Linked DNA regions of Danio rerio: region 1 is linked to region 2. The links are chromatin contacts, called in public Micro-C maps. All regions are on one chromosome and are shown on one strand. The core of a region is the stretch at or near the end of the contact, and the rest is flanking DNA. Distances in the headings are between cores, read along the strand shown.

Region 1 (5,291 bases), core at 2,459-4,958, 350 kb before region 2:
TGCAGATCCGCAGGAGGGCTGTGTGGTGGTGCTGCCTGTGGAGTCCCAGAAGAGACTGGTTCAGATTCTGCATTTCCTGCCAGAGTTTCCAGCCGAGCTGCTAGCGTGTCTCAGTGAGGTCTGCAACACTGGGAGAGTTTCTGCGAGTCTGGCCACCACACTCATACGCACCGTACACCTGAGGTATGAGGGTTATGACACTTCAGCAGCACTAATGCAGTCTGAAATCTGCTTTCCCAGGACTGCTGGATAGAGTTTAAAGTGGCAGGGAGAAGAGAATTGTCTTCTGTATTGTATCTTCTAAATCTGACTAAGCAACATCGGAAACTAATAGGATCTCAATCTTATGTTTTCTGTTAAATGTGTTTTGTTTAGTGTTTTTTTGTCTAATTTTGTCTTTCTTTGTTTTATGTTATATTTTTGTTTTGTTTGATTTTATTTGTTTTTATTTTATTTTATTTTTATATATTTTTTGTTTTGTTTTTTTTTTGTCTAATTTTGTCTTTCTTTGTTTAGTTTTTTTATTTTATTAATTTATTTTTTGTCTAATTTGGCGTGTTTTGTTTAGTTTGTTTTGTTTTATTTTTGTCTGGTTTCATTTCATTTTGTTGTTTTTCTTTTGTTGTTGTGTTAAATGTTGTTTTGTGTTATTAATTAATATATTTTGTTCAATTTTATTGAAAAAGCAAACTTTTGTTTTCGAGATTTAATTGAATCAGATTGAAAATTTGTTTTTGTTCGTTTAATTCTGTAACTTGGGAAAATTAATAATTCAATATCTAAAATAATTATGATGTCCAACCTTAGTGAATATTATTTCTCTGTACTTGCCTCGGTGCACCCTTTGGTTGCTTTTTAAACTCAGAAATTACATCCCCTACTTCTTCATAGTTAGTCTAAAGGGAAGGATATTTCCATAATTTTAAATATCTTTGTACCTAGTGTATTCCTATGATGCTTTTTAAATGAGCATATCACTTGGTTTAGTTTCAAGTTTACATCACGTCATTTTACAGATTACATAAACATATACTCATCTTACACACTCTAATTTTAGAATACTTCTCAGGCAAGTTACCAGACATAATACTTGCTTAAATGAGGACAAATAAGTGCATTAGTGTGTGTGTATGGCCGTGCATGTGCAGCTCAGTTATGAGCAGGACAGTATCAGTCTGCATCTGACTGATATGTTTAAAATGTGACTGCCGACAGGAGACAGCAGCCTCTGAGTTTTCCCTGCTAATAGAATCAAGCAATTTAGCCAATCGGGGACAGCCGAGAGCAGTGCGGTGCGATCAGAGGATGGCCAGTTCTCCCACTTAACTTTGATTGGCCGTGACCGTTAGTCATTACCCACGATTGGCCGTAATGAGGCGGAACAGAGCCACGAGTCACTGCACAGTGAGGCGGAGGTCATGCTGTAGTGTGTTCTCTGTATTTAGAGACAGTAGGCAGAATAACAAATAGTTTAGCAGTTTAAACATTTTGTCAAGAAGCTGTTGCGAAGTACGCTTAGAGTTGGAAAGAGATTTTATTAAGTGAGAGGACATTGTTTTAGTCTTAAGAAAAAGACGTGACATTTTAACAACATAAGAAATTGATTGAATTGACTTTAAGCAAAATTAGTTAAAAATAACATACACTTTTAAAAATAAATAATCCTTATTGGCATAAGTGGCTTTATTGGCATTGATAATTCCACATAGAACCTTTAAAGGGATAGTTTACACCAGAGATGACTGATTTTGTCATTATTCATTCAGCCTCCACTTGATCCAAACCTGTTTGTTTTTTGTTCTGAAAAAACAAAGGATGTTTTGAAGAATGTTAAACTGGTATCCACTGTTAATATTTACAATGTTTTTGGAAGCCAATGGCTACTCATTTCCAACATTCTTCAAAATATCTTCTTTTCTGTTTTTCTGTTGGGTACTACTTGAGGGTAAATTGTGTCAATTTTAATCTTCTGAATATTAATTTCCATTGCAAGGTAAAAGGTGCAAGAAGGTTGTTTAGATTATTCAAATGTTCTTTAGTTTGTTTACTGAAGCTATTAAAATTATTTTGTTAATAGAACTAAAACTAAAAAAGTCAAAACTTTTATTTAATAACCTGCATAGTTCAATTTACATTGACATTTTGATCTAAACGTCAGAGTACTAAATCAAACAGATCATCCAAACATCTTTCTAAAATGTAATTAAAATTCATTTCTAAAATAAGTTAAACCTACAATAAACATTAAATCTACAAAATAATATTTAAGCTAATTCGAAATATTAATACATACTATATATTGGTGTATGGGCTGCACAGTGGTGCAGTGGGTAGCACGTTTGCTTCACAGCAAGAAGGTCGCTGTTTTGAGCCTCAGCTGGGTCAGTTGACGTTTTTGTGTGGAGTTTGCATGTTCTCCCCTTGTTCATGTGGCTTTCCTCTGGGTGCCCTGGTTTCTCCCACAAGTCCAAAGACATGCGGTACAGGTGAATTGGGTAGGCTAAATTGTCCATGGTGTATGTGTGTCAGTGAGTGTGTATGGATGTTTCCCAGTGATGGGTTGCAACTGGAAAGGCATCCGCTTAGTAAAACATATGCTGGATAAGTTGGCGGTTCATTCCGCTGTGGCAACCCCAGATTAATAAAGGGGACTAAGCCGAAAAGAAAATTATGATATTGGTTTATACTGTATTTGTTAAAAGTAACACAGCTCCTTATTCAAAAAGAGGTTTATTTAAATTAGGCTGGTCAAGCTGGCTTTAGCTGGCTGGAAGACCAGGCTGGAAATGACCAAAACCTCTTAAACACCAGTCTGGTTGACCATTTAAAACTACCGAACCAGTTAAGGCTGGTTTAAGCTGTATTTTTCAGCAGGGACGTTCCTAAATTGAATAAAAATGTTAAAAGTCTTACACTAAGACTGATAAGCATCGACATTTAAATTTAATTTTAACTAGTTGACTAGTTCTGGATGATTGACAGAATATTCCTTCGAGTTCCTCCACATGCTGAGGGCCTCGGGTGTCTGAGTACATCTGTGTGTGTATCTCTGACACGCTGTGTCCCCACTGCACTTCTTTTTCTCACTAGCCTAAAGCCACTCTTTTATTTGTGGATTTCCCTCAAATCCTAATGGGATCCATGTTTGAGTGTGTGACTTTGAATCCCTGTGTGACGCTTGTGGATGTGTTTTGGATACGCTGCCTTTCCTCCGGGCTCTTTCAGTTTGCTGATGCTAGGCTGAGTGTCGCCCACAGAGGGCAGTGTTGTTCTTTTGATGAGATTGTCGAGTTCTCCGCTCAAAGTCTCACCGAAATTCCAAAACAAATGCTACAGCAAGCGAATTCACACCGACTGCACTTTTTGGAAAGTCTGGACGTGTGACAGGATTCCTCCATGATAAGAGAAGCATCTTTTAAGGCCGCTTCTGTTCATGGCAGAGCTGCGTGACATGCTGTTAAGTGAGCCAATCCTCGGAACAACATGAACCGAACATTCTGTCCTTCGCAAAAAATTCACTTTGATCACATCAGCAGAACAAGACTAAACTCCTGAAGAGTTTTAAACAGTGGCCATGAGGTTCGGAACGTGGTGATAAAGTTGGACAAAGGGCTAATACTTTAGCGATAGTTTTGTGTGTTGTCCGATTAGCCGTGCGTGTGTGTGTGGTTGGCAATGGCATGCTGAATGGTGAATCTTTGTTGTGTGTGTGTGTGTGTGTGTGTGTGTGTGTGTGGCCCTTTTTACTAATGGGTTGATGGGAAATTAGCCAATCAGTGTGTATTAAGGAAGTCCAGCACATGCTCATTCCACAATCATAAAAGAACTGAAATCAAAACAAGTAAAAGATCAGATATTCATGCATTTTATTGGCCTCGAGGCTGATCCACATCTGTAAGGGCGAATCATAAGACAGCAAGATTGTCCTCAAGTAGCTTTAACACACACGCACACACTGGTTCTGTCTGATTTCCTGCTTGGAAAAGCACTGTGGCTATGTAATGGCAACTTTTGACTGTGTCTACTAGACCTCAAATTCTTGGTGAAATAAAATGCGTATGGAGGCATTGAAAAATGAAGCCACTGCTGGACTGACCTGAAGCTCTTTCCAGTGACCTTGATTCATGTGCCCTCTGTAGAGTGCTTTGATTGATATTTTGTTTTCAAATTCTGTCCAAATATTCAAGATTTAATATTTTCTGATTTGTTTCCTTTGTTTAATATGTTCGAGTTTCAGTTTTCCTAATTTTTACCTTTTACTTTTATTATTATTATTATTTTTTTTGTGAGTTTTTTTAATGATTAAATTAATCTGTAGTCAAAAGCATACCCAATTAATTGAAATCAGGAAACTTGCATAATATAACAAGATTTTAATGGCTGTTGAATAAAAACACGTTTACTTAAATTACAGACTCCGGCTAAAATATCAAAGGCTCATTTTAACAACTATTTTTTAAAAGGTTATAATTATTCTATTTTGTACTTTAGGTACATTCTACTGTACTCAAACCTTTTATTTTGATGACTTCTCAGTTCAGTTTCTGTGTTTATAGTGACTAAATATTTGACTTTACAGACATGTATGCTTAAATCATGCAGCTTAAAGGCAGACATTAAGGTTAAAACACTTATTTCCTTGAATCTGTCACCTTCCTCCTCCATTACTAATGCTTGTATTAATATATTCATATACCCTGCATTATTATAGTATATGTTTTATAAACCAGTTACAAAAGCAAATAAAACCCTTTAGGGATTTTAAGCATTTCTTCAAATGTCCTAAAGCGACACTATATGTTGTCTATCACACTGTAAGGATGACCACCGCGATTCCTCAATCCGCTGAGTGTCCTCATTTGCTGAAGGTGAGTGTTTTTGTGGCTGGAGCTTGATTTCAAAGGAAATGAGGGATCTCAGATGGCTAGTATTTTTAGTCTGGCATTCAGAGCTGGAGCGCACACACACACAGGTACAGTGCGAAGTGTGTAACAGGAGAGCGGATCAGTGTCGGGCCGCTGCACACTAATGCATGTGTGCTTCCTCATAGGTCTCCTCTTAGCGGCTGCTCCAGCGCCTCGCAGGATGTCCCGCTGAAGGATGTCGATTACCTCAGTTTCTTTTTCACCACATTAACAGGTGGCTGCACACACACACACACATATAAATTCAATCAGTCCTTTCTGGATTTTGTGAGCATTTATAATACACAACTTTATAAGCACCTTTGGCTCTCAAATTTCTTCTACAAAAGCAGTCATTATCATTGTAAAAACCTTGAAATATTACAT
Region 2 (5,000 bases), core at 2,332-4,831:
CCCCCATAAGAGAGAGCCCGGGCAAAAATGTTTTGCATGGCAGAGTTCCAAGATGAAAACTACTACTGAGCAAAAAAACATAAAGGCTCAAATCAGTTTTCTGCTTTAGGAGCTAGAAGACCAGAAGATGGATTCTGCTGTGTACTAAAATAACCTGAAGGAGAATGTTCGGCCATGTAGTGACCTCAAGCTGAAGCAATCTTGGGTTCTGGAGTAAACTGATTCAAAGCTCACCAACAAGTCTACTTCTGAATGGCTGAAAAAATGAAGAGTTTGGAGGGGCCTAGTTAAATTCCTGACCTGAATTCTTTTGAGATGCTGTAGCATGACTTAATAAAGGCAGTTCATGCTTAAAAAATTTCCATTGTGGCTGAATTACAATCATTCTGCAAAGATGCGTGGGCCAGAACACACTAAACTGTGCTGTAACAGACTCACTGCAAGTTATCAAAAATGCTTGATTGCAGTTGTTGTTGCTAAGAGTGGTCCAATATTAGTATTAATGACTTTTTCCACACAGGGTAATGTAGATTTGTATATATATTTTTTTTATTAAAACTGCATGATGTGTTTACATGTGTTATCTGTGACTGATGATTACATGTGTTTGATGTTCTAAAACATTAAGGTGTGACAAACATGCAAAAATAAAATTAATAAAAGAACTCAGTAAGGGGCAAACACTTCTTCACATCATTTCAATGAATTATGTTAATAAGCAGGGTCGAAGCAGTGGCACAGTAGGTAGTACTGGTTTGAGCCTCGACTCAATTGGCGTTTCTGTGTGGAGTTTGCATGTTCTCCATGTGTTCGTGTGGGTTTCCTCCGGGTGCTCCGGTTTCCACCACAGTCTAAAGACATGTGGTACAGGTGAATTGGGTAGGCTAAATTGTCCGTAGAGTATGAGTGTGTGTGTGGATGTTTCCCAGAGATGGGTTGCGGCTGGAAGGGCATCCGCAGCATAAAAACTTGCTGGATAAGTTGGCGGTTCATTCCACTGTGGCGACCCCGGATTAATAAAGGGACTAAGCCAAAAAGAAAATGAATGAATGTTAATAAGCAATGTTCTTTATAATATTTAAAAAAAAAGAATTGTTCACTAAATGTTTTTGGACATATAACAATCTTTCATATCACATTATTTTTTAATTATTTAGATATATTATATCAAATGTTCTAGCTGGTAACTTGCAAACCTCATTAGCTTTTTGGATATACTGCAGCACGAGGTGAAGTTTTCGACATAGGCTATCTTTTTTGTTTGCTTGATAAGAAATTAAACACTGCCATCTAGCGGTTAATGAGACGTTTGCATTATCTTCCTTTGTCAATATAATGAGCACAAAACCTTTTTTAATTTTAACTTGCATGTATTAATCATAACTTAAACTTACCAAAATTTTACCATAAAAGAAATTGAATTTCAATCTTATAAGCATCAGCGGGTGTTTGACTATTTTACTGTTCCTTCTCGTAGCGCTATCAGCAATTCAATTTTCAGTATGTAAAAACCGTATTGTAAGTAAACCTCTCTGACATATTGCATTGTGTTTGTTACTATAGATTGTAAGTTATTATAGACACATTTAATTAGTTACATTAATAAATTTAAACAAAACCATTTTTGTTACCCACACAAAAAATAATTAGATATCAACTAAATAAAATAAAAATATCTGCTAACTACATTATTAAAATTTAAAGCCAATGTCAATTTCAAGCAGAAATTGGAAATCTTATCTTTTTTGTTACATTCATGCTTTTACTTTTAAAACATGTCTGTTCGTTTGTTACATTATTATCTATACCTGAAATCTGTAAATAGCAATATTAACACTCAAATAATACATTTTGGCCACCCCATAAATATATTCCCTGGGAACATGAAGTTGAAGTCGGAATTATTAGCCCCCCTGATTTATTAGCTCCCTGTTTATTTTTTTCCCCAGTTTCTGTTTAACAGAGGGAAGATTTTTTTCAACACATTTCTAAACATAATAGTTTTAATAGTTCATTTCTAATAACTGATTTTTTTTTATCTTTGCCATGATGACAGTAAATAGTATTTGACTAGATATTTTCAAGACACTTCTATACAGCTTACAGTGACATTTAAAGGCTTAATTAGATTAATTAGGTTAACTATGCAGGAGAGGGTAATTAGGAAAGTTATTCTATAAAGATGGTTTGTTTGTTCTGTTAACTATCGAAAAAAAAAGTTAAAAGGGCTAATAATTTTGACCTTAAAATGGTTTTCAAAAAATTAAAAACTGTTTTTATTCTATCTGAAATAAAACAAATAAGAAGGCGGCGCAGTAGGTAGTGCTGTCGCCTTACAGCAAGAAGGTCACTGGTCTGAGCCTTGGCTGGGTCAGTTGGCGTTTCTGTGTGGAGTTTGCATGTTCTCCCTGCCTTTGCGTGGGTTTTCCTCTGGGTGCTCCGATTTCCCCCACAGTCCAAAGACATGCGGTACAGGTGAATTGGGTAGGCTAAATTGTCCATAGTATATGAGTGTGTATGGATGTTTTCCAGTGGGTTGCAGCTGGAAGGGCATCCGCTGCGTAAAACATATTGGATAAGTTGGTGGTTAATTTTGCTGTGGCGACCATGGATTAAAAATAGACTAAGCTGAAAAAAAAGAGAGAAAACAAATAAGATTTTCTCCAGACATTATCAGACATACTGTGAAAATGTCCTTGCTCTGTTAAACATCATTTGGAAAATATCAAAAAATTCAAAGGGAAGCTAAAAGTTCTGACTTCAACTGTATATAGTGCACTAAATAATAACAATAATTCATCGAACAATTTTTGTTTCCGTCAACCTTGTTTTATTAAAGTAATTAAATTAAAAAAATTACAGCTATCAATGATTTGTGTCTAATTGTTCCGTTTTGTCGCAGGTAGCCATTTGATAAATTGGAAGGTTGTTGTAATACAAAAATAGTCTATGTAGGCCTATGATATAAGCAATACAGCTACAGCTAATAAAAATGCTAATGTGTGTTTTAGATTTTGTAGTGTGTGAATAATCAGGGATTAGCAATAACTTGCCATACTCGTTGCACTGAGGGGCCCTCAAATAAAATATTGCTTAGGGCCCATGGAGTATTGAGCGGTGCTGTTGACTATATATTAGGCCTATATGAACCAGTTGAACAACACTTATTTTTCATTCTTGGGTAAACTTACCTTTTACATTTGACCAAAGCAATTATGAATGTTCAACATTCTTCTCACTTTTAATATTTACATTTTTACACTGCAATTCATTTCCATAGTGGATAAACTGGCAGCGATCGACGTGCAGGGTCATAAAACATGGATATAGAGGGGAGACTTAATGTACGAAAACAGTACACAACCATCTTATTGATTCGTAAATATATAACAATGTAATAATAAACAACAAACGACTTAACTAAATAGCGTATACATGTCATATTATCTCTAAGTGCCGTGTCATTATCCAGCAGTATCATTATCGGTTACAAATCTCACCGTAAGCGGATTGGTTTGGCCCTATTCATTAACGACACCCGAGTCTCGCGCCTCTCAGCTCCCCTCCCCCGTCGACCGACAGAGACGCGTTATCCTCAAAGCCATTTAATAAGCTACATTTTGTTGTTTGTTATCGGGGCAATTATCAGATCTGGAATGCGACTGTTAAATCAGAACCGTGATTTTTCGCGTTTACAATAACCATCGTCGTCGTCATGTTTGCTCTGCATCCGCTGCTGCGGGTCTCTGTGCTGCTGGATGCGACGCTGTGGCTCGCAGTCTCTGCCAGTCCTACCGACGATAATGTGCTGCGGGCCGGACACGGAGAGCACGGAGAACCGGGGCACGAGGAGCCACATAAGGACTCCTATAGCACATTCGCCTCCGAGTTCCTGGAGTCCAGATACCTGTCAGACGAAGGTACAAGATAATTAATCCCAGATGCTTAATATGAAGCCGTGAATGCTGTTTTGTGTTGTTTTTTTTTCCGAGGAATTGAATAGTGAATGATCAACGTCGATGATTTCCCTTGGCCTAAGCCCTTTAAATTGTGTTAATTGCATTGGATTTGACTATTAGTGACTTATGTTAGTACCTTCTATTCTATTATAGCCAACTGTATTTGTTCGCTAATAGCCTATTAATTTTAATAGCATATGGTCCAACATCAGCACCTTGGTCAGCACCCTATAAGACCACTGACTTGCATATTTTGGAGTCTGTTTGTGAGCAAATTGCTGTCCCAACACATCAAAAGTGTAATTAGAACAGAAAAAAAGATATAGGACATTCTACCAGAAACGTATATTATCTGTCCCTAAAATAGGAACATGTACAGTTGATAAAAAGTATTTCATCCCAAAAATGTCTAAAAAAGATTGATTGTTGATTTCTGTGAGTTGTTCTAAGAATATGTTGTTCATTTGGTTCTCAGATTTCTGTTCTTTATTGAAAACACTTAAAAAAAATTACAAACCCTGTCATTGTCATTGTCCTTCGCCCAGTTGAACCTATACAGCCTTAATAGTTTTGTTATGCTAAAAACATTAAGGTTATTTAGTGTAAAAACTTCAGAAATAGCTAATGTTTATATCATTCACATCAATTGATTAAAAACATGAAAATTCTACAAATAAACACTTGAAATACACAGTTGAAGTCAGAATTATTAGCCCCCTTTGAATTTTGTTCTTTTTTAAATATTTTCCAAATTATGTTTAACAGAGCAAGGGAATTTTCACAGTATGTCTGATAATATTTTTTCTTCTGGTCTTATTTGTTTTATTTTGGCTAGAATAAAAGCAGTTTTAATTTTTTAAAACACAATTTTAGGGACAAAATTATTAGCCCTTTTAAGCTATTTTTTTCTCGATAGTCTACAGAACAAACCATCATTATACAATAACTTGCCTAATTACCCTAACTCACCTAGATACACAAATTAACCTAGTTAAGCCTTTAAATGTCACTTTAAGCTGTATAAAAGTGTCTTGAAAATTA

Evidence for each region. A called contact is a pair of places that touch in the nucleus more often than the background predicts.
Region 1: a contact with region 2 is called in a Micro-C map of caudal fin, with 3 times the contacts expected there. The contact joins the enhancer-like site here to the promoter of frrs1l in region 2. A contact is called at or near these places in 4 of 18 Hi-C or Micro-C datasets (caudal fin, embryo and an unstated tissue) and 1 of 4 datasets of contacts at active chromatin or transcription factors (embryo).

Annotation. Positions count from the first base shown.
Region 1 is chr16:30,647,703-30,652,993 of GRCz12tu, reverse strand. tex10 (testis expressed 10) reads left to right here. Exons shown (of 16, transcript NM_212705.1): 10 at 6-183; 11 at 5,051-5,139. Among named protein-coding and RNA genes, the nearest start is that of tex10, 16 kb to the left of the region's middle. Within about 2 kb of position 3,708, at least 15 of the 62 cell types and tissues checked have an H3K27ac peak or open chromatin away from gene starts, as enhancers often do. A contact at or near this core is called in caudal fin, where this site is marked.
Region 2 is chr16:30,294,556-30,299,555 of GRCz12tu, reverse strand. frrs1l (ferric-chelate reductase 1-like) reads left to right here and starts at 3,581. Exons shown (of 6, transcript XR_012392117.1): 1 at 3,581-3,920.